Regions from separate parts of the Anas platyrhynchos genome. Here region 1 is linked to region 2. Evidence: chromatin contacts called from public Hi-C data. All regions are on one chromosome and are shown on one strand. Each heading gives the region's core, a stretch centred on a gene start, on an enhancer-like site or on the middle of the called end of the contact. The rest is flanking DNA. Distances are from core to core; before and after follow the strand shown. Region 1 holds the start of ABL1 (ABL proto-oncogene 1, non-receptor tyrosine kinase). Region 2 holds the start of NUP214 (nucleoporin 214).

Region 1 (4,768 bases), core at 1,454-3,953, 130 kb after region 2:
GTACTGGGATCTTCTGACCTGGGGTCACACCAGCATAAAGTTACCATCTGCCTGCTCCTGTTACATGATCAAAAAGGAGCGTTTCTGGCTCTTCTGCTACATCAAAACACCAAAGGTGGGTAGAATATTGCACTGCTTGCGGCGAGGGCTTGCTGTATCTCATCTGACCTTGAAACTCTGTCCAAAGTAGCAAAAGCAGCGACCAAACCGGGGTTGGAGGAGTGGGTGTAGCACGGTGCGGACAGCACAGCTCGGAAAAGTCCTGCAGCAGGTTTATCATCGGGGGGCTAAGTTAGCACTTACTCCCCAACCTTCCAGTAATTACCTCCAATATCCAAATAACCTCAGCGCACAAACACTGGGCAAAAATCAGAAGGAAGAGCTGTGACTCAAAGTAGTATTTCAGTACATCTCTGCTGGTGTCTCTGCTAAACGCTGCGCAGGATTTCTTGGTCCCTTCTAGAAACACAGGGTAAGAGAAAGTTTGAAAGCAAAGCCCGGGTAAAGTGAAACCAAACCAAAGCTGTTCCACTTACTGGTGGGTTATGTTCTCAGAGAGCAAACATTTTCATTTTTGATTAGATGAAGACTATAGACACAGTTTCATTTTGTTCACAGATAAACTTTCCTGTGAGGTCAGAACCGTCGAAGAAGCTTTACGAAAATCCTACCCACCAGCCTGGGACAGAGGCCTACTGCACGTTTTCTCAAAGACTATTAGAACTGAAAAACCACTGAGCAAAAGCAAGGATTACTCCAAAAAGTACCAGAGAAACAATTCATTTCTGTGCCTAACTTTTGAAAGAGATGCCTTTAGCTGAGATCTCTTCTGACATTTAAAAAAACAAATAAATCATTTGCAACATTTACAAAGCCAACCAAGTTCTAGTGCACTTTTAATCTGCTGTGATTTCCTGAGATTCTTGACCCCTTCTTAATTGGTGGGATGCCAACAGGTGAAAGGGCTGCTATACCCCTAACTCGGCCACTTTTAGCCTCTTGCACTTAAATCCATCACAGCACAGGATCAGCGCTTAACTGGCTATGAGAAACCACTAACCAAAAGTGCTGTAAACACACCGAACAAATTAACAAGGAACTATTTTATTCCCACCAGTTGTCACAACAGCACTATCCACAAAGTTTCCAAAGCAGGCTATTTTTTTTTCCAAGTAGTAGAACCCCTTTTGTAAAGATAATTGAAAACACTTGTCAGTGGCAATAGCATCACCATCAGCTGTGGTTCATCAATACCTACGAAATAAACTACTCAAAAAGGATGAAACACTTACATAGACCTTAAAAACAAACAAACAAACAACAAACATATCCAGGGCAAGAATGAGAAGCTTGTAGGACGTTAAAGAGCTACTTCCTTGTATTCCATGTTTAGCAGAATCACAGCCCAGGTTTTGAGTAATCTGATGCACGTGGAGTAATTTCATAAGAAACAATCACAGAAGATTCACCTTAAGCACGAAGGGAGAGCAAACAAAAGACTTCCATGAAGAACAGCATTTTTGTACCTGCACTATGCACTTCAGCAAACACATGCCACATCCATGTGGGTAAATCAAAATTAAACCAAGAGAAAAACCAGCTGAAACACCTTACCATGTTCGACGAAGACGTTACAGTGCGGGCCCCCATGCCTCGATGACTCCTTCTTCCCTGCTCCTTTGATAAAGTGCAGGGCGGGCAGACTTGGCCTCCTTTGGTCCCCAAGAACTTTTCCAGGCTGCTGCCCCATAAAGCAGCTATGGGCAGCCTTTCCCAGGACGAGAAGCTTCAGCAAAGTCCGTGACCCCCGATCTTCCAGGCTGGGAAGGAGCTCTGAAGGAGAATTCGCTTCAGGTGGGCGTGCTGGCTGCACTCACCACGTAATAAAGTCACTTGAGGCAAAGACCCAAGGCAAGCACGGCGTCTCCCAACGCTTTCGGTGACAGCAGCAAGGCTTCTTAGGTGGCTTGACGAAAACAAAAAAAAGGAAAGTTAAAGAGTTCCGATCCTAACAAGTGTCACCAAACAAGTGTCACCGAAGTTTCACGTCGCCGTCCGCGGCGTGTCTTCCACCGAGGGCAGCAGGGTCAGGTCACCTCACGCACGCCAGACCCCGCGTGTAGGCTCACCCCGGGCAGGAAACGCTCATTCCCCCCCCCAGCGACCAGCGTCGAGGCTCCTTTTTTTCCTTCTTCTTCTTCTTCTTCTTCGTTCTCCTTTTTTTCTTTTTCCTTTTCTTTCGCATAGCATTGAGCCGGCCAAGGCCAACCAGCCGGCACCCCCCCACCCACCACCCCAAAGGCTTCAGGCGGCCCGGCGGGGGCACCTCAGAGCCCGGCGGCCTCCGGCCTCCCCCGGCCTCGCCTCGCCTCCTGCCGTGCCTCTCCCTCGGGGCGAGCTGGGGGGGTGCCGGGGGGCCATGGAGGCCGTCGAAGCAGCTCTGGGCCCGCTCTCGGCTGCCTGCCCCCGGCCTTCCTCACGGGGAGGAGGAGGAGGAGGAGGAGCGGGGGCTGCAGCCGGGCTCCTGCAGGGAGGCTCCCGCACAGCACCCCCGGGAGGCCGAGCGGGGCCGGCTGCAGGAGGAAAGGAGGAGGAAGGGGAGGCTGACAGGAGGAAGGGGGACAAAGCTGAGGAGGGTGAGGGGGGAGAGACCCCCGGGAGAGGGGAGGGAGATGGCGGAACCCGCGGCCGGCAGGCGGTCACAGCCCCTTCCGGCCCCTCCTCCGCCATCGCCGCCGCCTCCCGCCCGCTGCCGGGCCCTGAGGGGGGGGCACGAGGCTGTGAGGAGAAATAGGGCTTGGATTGGGGAGAAAATGAGGGAAATGGGGGCTGTGAGGGAATAATGAGCGCTGAGGGGATGGGGAGCGAAGCCGTGAGGGGAATGGGGGTGCCACGGTGGGGTTTGAGGGGGTGCCCCCGCGTCCCTCAGGATGAGGGGGAGCTGAGGGGAACGGGGTGAAGGTGGAAAGGGCAGGTGGGAGAGGTGTTTGTTCATATTACAGCACGCAATGGTGCGAATTGAGGATTAAAGTTGGGCTCTTCCCCTACGCGGAGCACAGCCAAGGGCCCGGAGAGCTCACGGCACAGCCCTTGTCCCTGTTCGAGGCCACCCAAGTGGCTTCCTCCGCCTGTCAAGGAAAGCTGGCTGACCCTCGGACCACCTACAGCCCCCCTGCCATGAGGGATTTAAGACCCCAGGACAGCTCAGGACCCTGCGTTCCCCGCAGGGATGTGGAAGGATGAGGAGACCTCGACCTAGGCAGCTGCACGCCCCGCCAGCAGCTCCTCCGCAGGCAGGGAGCAGTCGTCCTGCCTGCACAAAGGACTTGGCTTCAGCGGATATGCAAAACTTGACACCGAAAACATCCACAGAGGCCACTGGAAGAGGCAATAAAACAAACACAATTTTATTTGTGCACCATTCTGTACCACGCCAGAGTTAAACCCCGCTTTGTTCAACCCGTTAGCTGTGCAGCACACGCGGTCCCCACGCTGCGGGGCACAGCCCGTGACGCCGGAGATGTTTTAGTTCCTCGTACATTCTCCGCTTCACCTTGGGAATAGAGGAGGGTTGAGGCAGCAGGATGAGGTCAGGGTGTCTTGGTCAAAGGTCTGCGTCTGCTCCCACTTGACAATGGGAGAACACACAAATGCAATTTCTGCAGTAGCCTCCTGCTCGGGGTAACCATCTGGCCACAGAGTGGCTTGTTTATACGGGCTCCTCCCTTGTGACAAATCCAAACACACTCCACATCTACGCCACACTCAAGGTCCCTGGCTGACATGTATTTTTCATCTTCCTGCAATAGCATTTGAAACATAGCCCTTCTTTCAGGCCTAAGGGATTCTCCACACCTCTGCTGCGCCCGCCTGCTCCTACATTGCTAATTCTCAGCCAGGAGACTGATCCCAAACCATTTTTATTGCATTTTCCCCTTAGTGACTCAAGTACCAATGGTGTTTGTGCTACACACGCAGCAGAGAGAAATTCTGCAACGTTGCCCTGAGACAAATCCAGGGGCACAGCCCCTCAGCAGAATTTCTCCAGGTTTATCTCAGTAATGGAGATCAGCTTTTCACGACGATGATCTATCTACTCAGCTCCAATGCATACCCGGGCTGATCCCACGGATTGAAGGAAAATGAAGAAACAGCTGTCTGTCAACACAGGCTGAGCAACCTGAGGGAAATTTCTTACTAGATTAGTCAGTACCCACCACTCCTTAACGAAAAAATTGCTCCCTTCTGAGCGCAACAGGAGCATTCTGGATAATCTCTATCAGGTACCGTGGTAGGACTGAAGCAGAGTGAAATCCAGAAGAAATTTCAGTACCTTTTCCATTTACCTTCCCTTACACGGGGGGTTGTTACATCCAACAGCTGCCGTGATATTTTCTCCATTTCCCCTGTAACAATATCTTAAACCACTTGACCGAATACCAAGCCTCACCACGTTAATTGCCAGTCCTCAGAAACCTGAGACAACCATTTCGAGACTGCCTTTCATCTCAGTGGGATTTCAGTATCTTCCAGGGTCTGCTCGAGGCTTTGTATTTATACCATTCACCTCACTTGAACAGCAAAACTGCACACAGATGATACAGAAGTAACATAATAGCAGCAGTAATTGGATTAATAATCCATTAGCACAGATTTGAAGTCCCAGTGGTTATTACTGGAAGCGAAGGGAGGGGTTGCCGTTCTTCATATTAGTTCATGAATCAACACTAGCACCAAGAAACAGGAAATTTATTTCTACAGATGAGTG
Region 2 (4,978 bases), core at 906-3,405:
CAGAGCTGATGCAGCAAATGCACTGAGTGAAGGCAAACCCCTTCATCTCTATCTATACAATCTCCAGAGTCTCTCAAATTTCTCAGAAAAGAAAATGTCCCTTTCCTTCCTCAGTAATCTGCAAGAACAACTAAGCAGACGTATTTTAGGTTTTCCTTGCAGTGCATATGGGAACTTTGGGTAGCACAGTTACTAAGGACAAGATGAGAATGAAAACCAAGTGGTTTTCATTGCCAGCAAATTTTTATGCCACCAAATGCACTTTGGTTTTGAGGTGGCAGAACAGTCACTGCTTCCTCTCTCGCAGGACAGTCCAAACAGAGAAACTGGTGTGAGAACTGTGTCCCCCTCTCCACTCGCTTACATCCCTGACGCACACACATGCCCACGGCTCAGAGACTGGCTACCACAAGAGCAGGTACCCAAATGTGACTGGAACCTGAAAAGGCACAACCAGCGTCCTGGTGGCTTGATCCCACTGATTCTACTTCATTTCAGTTAGAGGCACAGCAAATACTGGCCCTGCCTTCTTATACAAGAAAACACAGGAATTTCAAATGCGCCAAAGACCACAACGAGGACTGTGTCAGAAGCCAAGAGCTCCATAGCATGAAACCCACACAAAGCTGTCTCTGCAGCGACCACGAGCCACAAACGCGCCTCACCGATTTTATTGGGATCTTCTCCCAGCTGATTCTGCATGAGAAGATTCCTGGTCTGGAAGATCTGCAGGCTGGTTCCCCCACCAGCAAAGACCAGCCCGTACTTGTTGGACACGGCGAGGAGGCTGGAGCGCTCTTTGGGGAGATCGTCAGGAGCGTCGAAGATGCGGACCTTCTTCAGTGCTCTGAACTGAAAATCCTGTTGTGGGAGAGAGCAGACATAGCTGTACGCGTGCAGACGAAGAGGAAGACTTCACTTCGGTTTCTCTAAGACAATAAGCTGAAAGTCTCTCCACAAGAGCTGCAGAACACCCACATCCATGCTACCACTGGCCAACCTATCACCTTTTCTGTCTTCCCTAAGTAATACAGAGATCACACAGCAGTTTTGCCTGGTGTGTCTCTCTTCTACCCAACAGCCTGTTTTCATAAAACTTGTAGGAGCTGAACTTGAGGCATCTAACTCCTCTCAGAAATATGCCTGAAACTAGACAATTGTCACAGAAGAGGAAAAAAGGAAAGAAAAGGGAACATAGCAAAGATAAAATGTGATAGAATAAAACCTGTTCCCTTAAAGCTACAAAGCGCACAAGGTGTAGTTAGAGCACTCTATCTAACACCACTAATTCAAATCAAGCCTCAGGTTTTTGGTTCATTTTGCCAAAAATGGAGTAAAAAAAAAAAAAAAAGCATGGAGTAAATGCATTTCTGCAACCTAGGAGGACTGCAGGAGCTCAGAACCCTCTGCAAAACGAGCAGCCCAGGTGCCTGAGCAGGAAGCAGCTGCACAAATCCACACAGGCTCGAGCAGCCTGCACAAACAGCCCCGTCCTGCTCACACAGCCTGGGACACACACGGGCAGGCTGGGCTGGCAGCAATGCTCGGCTTCGTGCTGCCCAAAGGCAGAAAACCACACACACAGCCAGCACTGTTCCCAAAAGCAGATTCCCCACAGAAGGCCCGCCCAGGAGACCTCAGAACCCCCCAGGAGACCTCAGAACCCCCTCCCTGCTCCCCAACAGCCTCCCCCTGCAGCTCAGAAGAAACCCAGCAGAGCCCCCAGCCCCTCCTGCCCCCAGGCTCCCCCAAACCCACTTTCCACCACACCCCAAGCCAGCCTCTCCCCCCAGCCCTCCACAAACACCCCCAAACCCCTGAGGATCCCCCCCAAAAGCCCCCCCCAGCCCCTCCCCCACCCCCGGTGCCCCCCCCCAGCCTAGGCCGAACCCCCCCAAGCCCCCCATAACCGCTCCCCCCCGGCAGCCTGCCACCCCCTGCGTGCCCAGGGCCGCCCCCCCACTCTCCACAGGCTGCTGGCTGCCGGCCCTCGCCCTGCCTTCATCTCCCGCTCGGGGATCACGTTCATGTCGTCCCCCATGGCTCCAGCCCGGCCCCCGCCGCCTCAGCGCCGCCGCCGGGGAAGCTCCGCTCGCTTCCGCTTCCGGCGGGGCCGCTCTAGCCGCGCTACTCTATGATCCGGGGGAGGAGTCCTCCAAGGGAGGGGGGGCGGAGGGGAAAATAAGGGGCGGCTGCTGGGGGTGGGGGGGGATGCCGAGGCTGTGGTTAATCAAAGTTAATAAATTTGTGCTGTTTGGGTGTTCCTGAGTCGGGTCTGTGCTGATTATGGGCGGGGGGCTGCTGCAGGGCACACCCCAAAGCCATGAGGGGACCCCAATGAGGGGACCCCAACGAGGGGACCCCATGGCGCTGAGGGGACCCCACAGCCCTCAGGGACCCACCGGGGCCAGGCGTTGGCACAGATCTGGCTGCCAACGAAGCCGGAGCCTTCCCTCCCAGCCCATCAACCTCCACGGGGCTGTGGTGCTGCTTTTATGGGTCCAACAGCACTGGAGCCCCAAGGAAACCCCAGTCCCTTCATGGGGGTAAATGTGGTCTGGTGCTTGAGGCTGGTCCTTGTGCACCACCAGGCACACGCTGAGGTGGAAACGATGAAGCACTGTGAAGGGAAGGCACCCTTATGGTGCTTTGAGGCCCCAGGAAAGTAGCTCTTGGTCAGAGCAAGGCCCAGCTGTCCTTCATGAAGTTATCTGGGTTGGAAGGGACCTCCAAGGTCACCCAGCCCAACCTCTGACCTAACACTAACAAGTCCTTTGTTAAACCATATCACTGAGCTCTACATCTAAACATCTTGTAAAGACCTCCAGGGATGGTGACTCACCAACTCCCCTGCGCAGCCCATTCCAATGCCTAACCCTTTCAGTAAAGAAGTTTTTCCTAATATCCACGTGTCTTTCCTCGCTTCCTCCCAGCTGAAGCTCACAGGGTCACCTCCCACCCAGGGAGCACATCACCCCAACGCTTAGCCCTGTGGTGACACAGACACAGCACAAAAGGCTGTTCCCAGCTCCAGGAGCTTGCACTGCATTTTATCTAAGATCAGAAAGACATGGACTTCCACAGAGGTAACAGTAGTGATACGTGCAGGTAGTGACCTGAAGCGTGGCAAACCACATCTAAATTCCCACATGATCCTTTTCTTCTTCCCCTCTAACACAACAGCAGCTTTCACACACAGCACAGAAATGCAGGTGCATTCCTAGAGGCTAACGGGCAGCGGAAAGCAGACAGGGCTGTGATCTCAGGGCAGTTCTGTCCTTTTGAAGAACACGTGGATAAAGCATACCCACTCATTCCCCCAGGAAGCCCGGTTTCCATTTTGATAACTCACGTCTGATAAGAACCTCAGGCAATTGCTTCAAGAGCAGAGAGCATGAAAAAAAGTAATCTTACATGAGAAGCATTGCAAGTGTCTGCTCCTGATAAACAAGTCATTCCTTAAAACAAGCACTCCCACCTGTTTTCTTTAGAGAAAATCAGAGGCTGGCTTTCAGGAGGTGGCCTCTGCATTTTGTAACACAAACCCAAAGGCATTCGGTCAGTTATTACACAGATAAAGATCAGATCAAGGCAGTGCAAACCAAGATCTATTTAAGGGTTTATATTAACCAACTTGGAAAACAGCTCAACTAATCTGCAGCCAATCATTTGGACCAAGCCTCCGAAAAGCTAAACTAAACACACTGACACACAGTATAGCTTCAAAAGATTTATTTTCAGTCTTCAAAGTAGACTGGTGCTGCTCTTACAATTTTTCTCTCTCCATTGCAGTTTTGGTTTTCATGCAAACAGTAGTGAGAATGTTTTTTTTAAATAAAAGTGCAGCCTTTGGCAGGAACAATAAGCCTAGTAGAGTTAATCATCTGTATTTTCCTTTAAAATTTATTAAACTGTGATTTTAAAAAGTTAAAAGCTGCCAAGAACATTTAAGAAAAAAAATGGGGAAGGGCAAAGAGCAAACATCTGGATTCCAGAAGTTGTGTATAGAGCAAGAATCACTGCAATAACCAGAGCGTGGATAGCACAGTCCCAGCTACACCTGGTCCCAGCTCTTACTCTGCATTTACAGCCACTCTTTGCAAGCTTGAGGGCTTACATAGCAGGAAAATGTGCCCAATAGTCCCACGGGACCAAGCTGAAACACATGCAGAGAAGTCTGCAAAATCAGAAAGAGCAGCTGCATGAAGAAAGATCCTCATCCTTAGCTGGTCTGGAAAAATCTTGCAGGGCTCAGAGTTTGGTCACCCAGCTTCCTTTCACTTGAAGCTTCTGTTTCCCCCTAAGCCTTCCTGAGGGGCTGCAAAGGCGTAACAGCAGGCTTGTTTCTACACCTGACGGACAAGACAACTACCTGTTCAGAGATTATGCTCCTGGTCAGAGACTTAAGCGGAGATTTATTAGGAAGACAACCATAGATTAGCTCTAATCATCCTCATGTGCTGGTGTTGGGCTCCCCTCCCCAGAATAGGGTTGCAGTTTGCCCCTTTTCAGATCAGGGATGTGACTTACCTTGCTGTTTGCCTCTCTTGCTATGGTTGATCAACAAGTCTCAGAGGCCAAGGAAAAAGCAGAGCAAACCAGAAAGGGGCAGGGGGAAAGATCTAAGGCTAAACGGGTCAGTGGCTTTCCCTCAGCTGAAAGAGAGCCTTGGCAGAACTCATTTCTTTAGCTTCCAAGTACCTCGGTTTTCACATGGGTTTATCCACCAGGATTGCCAGACTCCTCCAGTCTGTCAGCCTTTGGTTTATAGCATCCTGTAGAGGGTTCTTGTCTTTGCCTTGCAGCCAGCAGTCAAACAGCTCCTACCTGAAGACAACTCCTGCCCACTGCTAATCTAATTTCTGGTAGAAGCCAGCAGGATATTGGCTGCAGGGTTATCTGCAGAGCGCGTTCCTGCTGACAGCTTAGGTTTGACCCTGTCCTAAGGCAAACTACAGTGGAAGGGCCTGATAATCGG

What was found. Hi-C and Micro-C count contacts between places; a contact is called where the count stands out from the background.
Region 1: a contact with region 2 is called in a Hi-C map of subcutaneous adipose tissue, with 1.9 times the contacts expected there. The contact joins the promoter of ABL1 here to the promoter of NUP214 in region 2. A contact is called at or near these places in 2 of 8 Hi-C or Micro-C datasets (skeletal muscle and subcutaneous adipose tissue).

What each region holds. Positions count from the first base shown.
Region 1 is chr18:10,243,734-10,248,501 of IASCAAS_PekinDuck_T2T, forward strand. ABL1 (ABL proto-oncogene 1, non-receptor tyrosine kinase) reads right to left here and starts at 2,704. Exons shown (of 12, transcript XM_027471158.3): 1 at 2,130-2,704; 2 at 1,615-1,966. The coding sequence starts at 1,750.
Region 2 is chr18:10,116,175-10,121,152 of IASCAAS_PekinDuck_T2T, forward strand. It overlaps NUP214 (nucleoporin 214), which reads right to left and starts at 2,156. Exons shown (of 36, transcript XM_072025461.1): 1 at 2,000-2,156; 2 at 666-861. The coding sequence starts at 2,041. It overlaps AIF1L (allograft inflammatory factor 1 like), which reads right to left. Exons shown (of 5, transcript XM_027470841.3): 5 at 3,718-4,978.